Regions from separate parts of the Arabidopsis thaliana genome. Here region 1 is linked to region 2. The links are chromatin contacts, called in public capture Hi-C maps. All regions are on one chromosome and are shown on one strand. The core of a region is the stretch at or near the end of the contact, and the rest is flanking DNA. Distances in the headings are between cores, read along the strand shown. Region 1 holds the start of AT5G50290 (wall-associated receptor kinase galacturonan-binding protein). Region 2 holds the start of CLC-C (chloride channel C).

Region 1 (3,315 bases), core at 28-2,527, 170 kb after region 2:
AACAAATCCAACCACATAGAAGAAGTGGAAGGTCTTTTTACTGAAATGAGAGATAAAGGCTTGAAGCCTTCGGCTGCAACTTATAACATTCTTATGGATGCTTATGCTAGAAGGATGCAGCCTGATATCGTTGAGACACTTCTGCGGGAGATGGAGGATTTAGGTTTAGAGCCAAATGTGAAATCGTACACGTGTTTGATTAGTGCGTATGGGAGGACGAAGAAGATGAGTGATATGGCTGCTGATGCTTTCCTGCGGATGAAGAAAGTAGGTTTGAAACCTTCTTCACATTCTTACACAGCTCTTATTCATGCTTACTCGGTTAGCGGGTGGCACGAAAAAGCTTATGCTTCCTTTGAAGAGATGTGTAAGGAGGGGATTAAACCGTCGGTTGAAACATACACATCAGTTCTTGATGCATTCAGACGATCAGGCGACACTGGAAAGCTGATGGAAATTTGGAAACTAATGCTGAGAGAAAAAATCAAAGGGACACGGATAACATATAACACTCTTCTCGATGGGTTTGCCAAGCAAGGACTCTACATTGAAGCAAGGGATGTTGTATCTGAGTTTAGTAAAATGGGTTTGCAGCCGAGTGTCATGACTTACAATATGCTGATGAATGCATACGCACGGGGAGGACAAGATGCAAAACTGCCGCAACTGTTGAAGGAAATGGCTGCTCTTAACTTAAAACCTGATTCCATCACATATTCAACAATGATCTACGCGTTTGTTCGTGTTCGAGACTTCAAAAGGGCATTCTTTTACCACAAGATGATGGTTAAAAGCGGGCAAGTACCAGACCCAAGGTCCTATGAGAAACTTAGGGCGATTCTGGAAGACAAGGCAAAGACAAAGAACAGAAAGGATAAGACTGCCATACTTGGTATAATTAATAGCAAATTCGGTCGGGTTAAAGCTAAGACGAAGGGGAAGAAAGATGAGTTTTGGAAGTACAAGACGAATCGAACTACTTCTCCTGGTCGTCACCGATCTTGAAGGTAGCCTAAAAGCTATATAAATGCTTTAGTGGTACATAGTGAGGATTCTCAAGCTATACGAATCTAGTTGTATTCAATATATGTTCCTCTGTTCTTTGTACTTATAGCCTTATTTATTAGCATTCTAATTTTTTATGTTCCTAGGACATACCTTGGTCATGTGTAGTAAAAAGTGCAAAAGTTTAGCTTTATTATTCCGACAAGCGAAGTATCTCTTAAGTAGCAAGCAATCTTTAGATATAACTCTTAGCTCTCTGCATCAAAGATCACACACATCACTCTCTTGTAAACAACCCAAATAAAGAAAATGAAAATCTTGATCTTGATTCTATCCTTTGTGACACTCTTTGAGATTTGCGTTGTGGACGCATGTCGATCATACTGTGGAAACATAACCGTTGATTATCCGTTTGGGATCCGAAACGGATGTGGGCATCCAGGGTATAGAGATCTATTGTTTTGTATGAACGATGTGTTGATGTTTCACATAAGTTCAGGTTCTTATAGAGTTTTGGACATCGATTACGCATATCAGTCCATAACACTGCATGATCCTCACATGTCGAACTGCGAAACCATCGTGCTCGGTGGCAAAGGCAATGGCTTTGAAGCTGAGGATTGGAGAACTCCATATTTCAATCCTACCTCAGATAATGTCTTTATGTTGATCGGATGTTCTCCTAAATCTCCTATATTTCAAGGTTAGTAAGTTACTACAACAATATTTCAAAAAAAAATCAACTTAAAGATTAAATTTTGATTTATTTACATTCTGTAGGCCACACAACTTTTCAAATTTTAGTTTGCATTTTTCAAATCCGGTTTACAATTTGAGTTCTATTTTTTTTTTTTTTGGGTTTGGTTCATAGAAAACTAGAAGTAAAAAAAAAAATCTAATCTGTTTGATTTGATGAAATTTTGGTTTGATTCGCTTTTGTTTTGAATAATTTCAGATATTAGTAAATTATTAGTACATGAATTATTATGAATTTATGATTACATATATTATGATTCACAGATAATTAAAATTTACTTTTTCTTTTTCAAAAAATCTGTTTTTTTTTTGTAGTTTTAATAATAGCAAAATTCATTTTGGTCATTAGGTTGTTAAGAAACTAAAACCAAGCCGTTTTTAAACACATTTGGATTTCTGTTCCGGTTAAATTCGGTTAATAATCCGGTTACATTTGGTTAATAGGCTTCCCGGAAAAGAAAGTGCCGTGCCGCAACATCTCTGGAATGAGCTGCGAAGAATACATGTCATGTCCAGCTTGGGACATGGTCGGATACAGACAACCGGGTATACATTCCGGGTCAGGTCCACCCATGTGTTGTGGGGTCGGGTTCGAATCCGTAAAAGCGATTAATCTAAGTAAGTTGGAGTGTGAAGGATACAGTAGTGCGTATAATCTAGCACCCTTGAAACTTAGAGGACCCTCTGATTGGGCTTATGGGATACGTGTTAAGTATGAACTCCAAGGAAGTGATGCGTTTTGTCGTGCGTGTGTTGCAACTTCTGGGACTTGTGGCTATGAACCTGCTGATGGTGGAGGGCTTAGACATGTTTGCATGTGTGACAACCATAATTCCACTACAAACTGTGATTCAGGTCAGTTTTGAATTATCAGATTTTTTTAGTTAAAAGTTGATTTGTGTTTTATCAATTATATAAATCAAATATGAACCTAAACCTTAACCATATAACTTATGCATTATATAAGTGTTTTTGTTTTGTTACTTTATTCGTAAAAATATTCCCGAAAAAGTCGAACCAAGACTAGATTGATCATATAATCATCGCAGTTTAAGAGTAAACATAGTAAAATGCACATGCATATATGTTATTTCACCTTCTTTTTTTTCGTTTTTTTTTCGTTTTTGACCTAAAATGTTATTAAATTAAGGTTTTTTGGTATTTCGTATATGAGTTTATAATATTCAACAAATAACGTTGGACCGGCTCTAGCACCGAGTGGTCCGAAATTGAAGCGAGTCACCACAATTTTGTGTAAATTGGTCATACAAATAGGTCAAGTGGTTCAAGACCTTAATTGATCATGTAAGATGTGCTGGTTGGTCCAATGGACCAAACGGTTTAGTGTTTAGAACAATTTTTCTGACCAATTGATTCACTCGAAATTGTTCATAATTTCAATTAAAAGTTGATGATTTTTTTGGTTTATGTAGTTATATCACCAACCGGTGCATCATCAAGTGTTCGACCAAAAGCTATCGGATGTAAGTTTCAAAATGCATTTACGTGTACTCTAGTTTTTGTACAGATTTATTTGACTTTAACCGTACCTAA
Region 2 (3,739 bases), core at 261-2,760:
GCTTTAACCTCAGGTATGCCAGATCCTGCCGCCGCAGGAGCAATAAAAGCACAGAGTGAAGCAGCAGCAGTTGCCAAAATTAAGTTACAACCAGCAAATGCAAAAAATGCCTGGAAATATCTGCAGTATTTGAGAAACATCCGATGTCATTTATCATTCTGATCCACACATATATCCCTGTGAGCCTTAATTCTCATAACAGTATTAACCATTAAGAAATTTAGATATAATCAGTGAATAAACAGTAACTGAAACAGGATAGAAAGTGCTAAAAAATGGCGTAGAAGCAGAGATAAACAACAAAAGCTAGACTTACTTTTCCTTGAGCATGAGATTACCGATGAGCAAGAGTTTAAATCCAGCTATATTCTCAACACCAAGGTTATTCAAAAAGCCAACAAGTCCAGTAGCTAAACCAATAAGAAAAGCAAGCGCCCATTTGAGAAACGTATACTGAAGTATCTCAATCTTCTTCCTAGACCTCCAGTCTTGCTTGAAAAAATCATTTTCGAAGATCCTGCCAAATAAAAATCCCAAGTCAAGATCCTGATATGTTTACATAAGCTATAATCATTCACACCAAATTAGGCAAGACACCAGTAGGAGACACACACAAAGACAAAAAGTCAAATTCAGTCTGAAACTATGATTGCATCATCATAAAGACCCCAAAAAGATTTGCACTTTTCTCAATCTAATAGATTGTATAGCATACCTATTGCTAGGTGAAGTGGCTATGATGTCTCTCAAAAGCTAAAAGCTTCAATTTTTACCCAAAAGTATTAAAAATGAAAACATTATGATTTAAAAATTATACATGGGATGGGACCCAAAATGTTACATAATCCAAAACTTCATAGACTCATAATCAAATTTGAGATGAAGTTTAAAAACTAATCGAAAACATTTAAGCATATTAAAGTCTAATTGCCAAAGTTAAAAACTTTATCCAGAAAAAAGAACGAAACATCAAGTTATGTGCAGAAGAAAAGAGAAGAGGGAGAAAAAGGACAGACTCGTAATCAAGGCTTTCGATGGGACAAGTATTAGCTCCGACAATAGCGATCTGAGAAGTTGTGTTCTTTCGATTCCTAGCGAGAAGAGGCTGTCGAAATCCGACAGATCCATCGTCTAGAATCCCAGATATCTTCCTCTCGAAACCATGTAAAGCTCCTCCTTCAACCTCTATATCATGATGGTCTCCTTCGTGCCGATCATCCATCTCTCCTCCACGATCTTGTTTTTTTAAGAAAATAAAATTGTTTGTTTTCGATTTCCGATCAGATTACAAAGCCACAGAAATGGAAAGCTATATAATTGGGCACGAGATTCCTGGAATCATGAACCTCTCGCGCTCAAGCAGATGCTAAAAAGTCGATTTTTTTATTGTTTTTTTTTCTTTTTTGTTTTTTTTTGAGGGAGGTCGTAGAGTGGTATGGGTCAGGAATTTTGTTTTTTTATTTGATCCTAATTTAGGCAAAACTAAACTCTCTTTCTTTGTTATGATTTTCATAAGGATATATTCTTCTAAATAAATAAAAAAGTCAATAACAAAAAAAAACTTGCATAAATAAATTATCTAATTATGAAAATTTTCATAGTATTGTTTTTGCCCAACAAATTTGTATACAATCGTGATATTTTATGGGGGAAAAAACTATTTGTTTTTTATATATATTATTTTGAATTGATTTTTCATAAATAATTTCTCTCAAATTTTACAACTGTGTCCGATATACTTATATAAAAATAATATATGTATATTTTTTTCACATGATCTTGTAAAGTTTGTTTTGATTCTAACTCAATTACAGATATTTTTGAAATCTTACTTCTCATGTGTGTTTATTTAGTTTCTAGATATGAAAATTTTGTTGTTAAAATTTTATAATGATTTTTAGTTCCCAAAACTGGATTTCAACAAGAAACCAAATGAGCCCAAACTAGGGTAGACATCGTCCAATTATACGAACCACTGTGTATTTGCCAGACTTGTTGAAACATCACACAATTCAAGAGAAGAACAAAATCTATTGGATTTAACATTAAAACCAAAACAAAAAACAACATCTATTGGTTAGAAAGTCTTTTAAACTTTTATGAGAGGTGGCTACTGGCTAGATCCAATCAAATTAAGATGTCTTTGGTGTAAATCAGTTGATCCTTCTCTTTTTTTTTTTTTTTTAGTTATTAGATCAACAAGGTATGCATTCACTTTTTAACAATTCTTCTTATTCATGCAAGATGGAGAAACACGATAAAGAAATGCAGATATTGTTTTCCTTTAGTTATGGAACCTGACCTTGACATATTTTATTATTGCAAAAATTTATGGGGAAATTGATCGGATCCAATCGTTTATTGTCTCATCAAAATCATGGTTTCCTACCGAATTAATTTCTTGATTGTGTTGTAATACACATGTTGAATTCATTCCAAGGAACACTCTCAAGTTTTAATAGATTGTGGGGTTAGTTTTAAAATCTGCCACAACTGTATAATTATTAATCAACTCGATCTTTGTTTTGATGGTTTTTCAACATTTGATAGGCCAGTCGACATCTTAGTGTCTCCACTTCTTTTATTTTGAGTATAATGGTGAAAGCCACAACTAAGATATATTAACATCCGCAATGAGTTAATGTACTCACGATAGTTGAACTTTGTTTGGAAGCTCCTAACTCTCTGTTTTTTTTTTTTTTGATCAAGCGGAAGCTCCTAAATCCTATCTAGCTAAAAGACCATCATCTCCAATGTATGTTTTTTACTCTAGAATATAGTAATTCTAAAATAGAGTAGGGGTTTTCTCAAATGTATCATTTTATTATATTTTATTCTAAAAAGAATAGAGTAAACATTAGAGTTACTCCACATATATATAGAGTAATCATATCCTTTACTGTGTTTTAGAATGATGTATAGAGTGTGGAATTAAAAATGATTTTACTCTAATAAATATAGAGGGAAAATTTAAGTGGAGTTGAAGACACCCTAAGATATCTACAAAAAAAATGATTGTGTTAAAACTATAGAAATCTTCGTTGACATGTTGCGGAATATGGATGCTAGTGGTACAAGCCATAACCTATATCTTTGTATACAAGAAAACAGTTTTATGGAATGCTTTTGAAATCAAATCATATGAGTTTGGATTTAAGGGCCGTTCGCGGGTGAGAGCAAGCGACGGGCACAACTGCAAGAGCACCGTGGGAATATCCTGAATATTCCAAAGGCCATACCATATACATGGTTGCAGATCTGAAGGATCTAGGATTTAAACTTTTAGGGTAGTTGCATTAATAACGTGGACATCAAGGTTCTAGGATAGAATTTTGAATCAATCTTCGTCGACTTATTGTCAGACTACCATTATTTATCAACTACAACGTGCATTTACTATATAAAAAATAGTTTTCTAGATTATTAATATAGTGTAGTGAAGTCTTAAACGCAACAATATATAGAACAGAAACATCATCAATATAAAATTAAGCATGTTTAATTAAATGATACATCGTCGGAATTATTTTTTATGCATCGGATAAACGTGTACGCATGAGAATGAACGTTTGCGTCAACTTTATCCCAAACATAAAGAACTAAAGAAGGATTCATTATCCTTTGCACAAAAGAAAAGAAACAAGAAAAAAAAATGATTCTTTTATCCATTAGAAAATAAAGAATTGAGCAGATTACACTATAATGCAATCCATATAATTTAGTCCTATACTTGTAATCA

Evidence for each region. Capture Hi-C pulls out chosen DNA fragments and counts their contacts.
Region 1: a contact with region 2 is called in a capture Hi-C map of root, with 3 times the contacts expected there. The contact joins the promoter of AT5G50290 here to the promoter of CLC-C in region 2.

What each region holds. Positions count from the first base shown.
Region 1 is chr5:20,460,500-20,463,814 of TAIR10.1, forward strand. It overlaps AT5G50290 (wall-associated receptor kinase galacturonan-binding protein), which reads left to right and starts at 1,278. Exons shown (of 4, transcript NM_124408.4): 1 at 1,278-1,708; 2 at 2,206-2,616; 3 at 3,195-3,245. The coding sequence starts at 1,315. EMB1006 (Pentatricopeptide repeat (PPR) superfamily protein) reads left to right here. Exons shown (of 2, transcript NM_124407.2): 2 at 1-1,211. The coding sequence ends at 1,005.
Region 2 is chr5:20,290,922-20,294,660 of TAIR10.1, forward strand. CLC-C (chloride channel C) reads right to left here and starts at 1,511. Exons shown (of 8, transcript NM_124367.4): 1 at 1,017-1,511; 2 at 317-517; 3 at 1-120. The coding sequence starts at 1,222.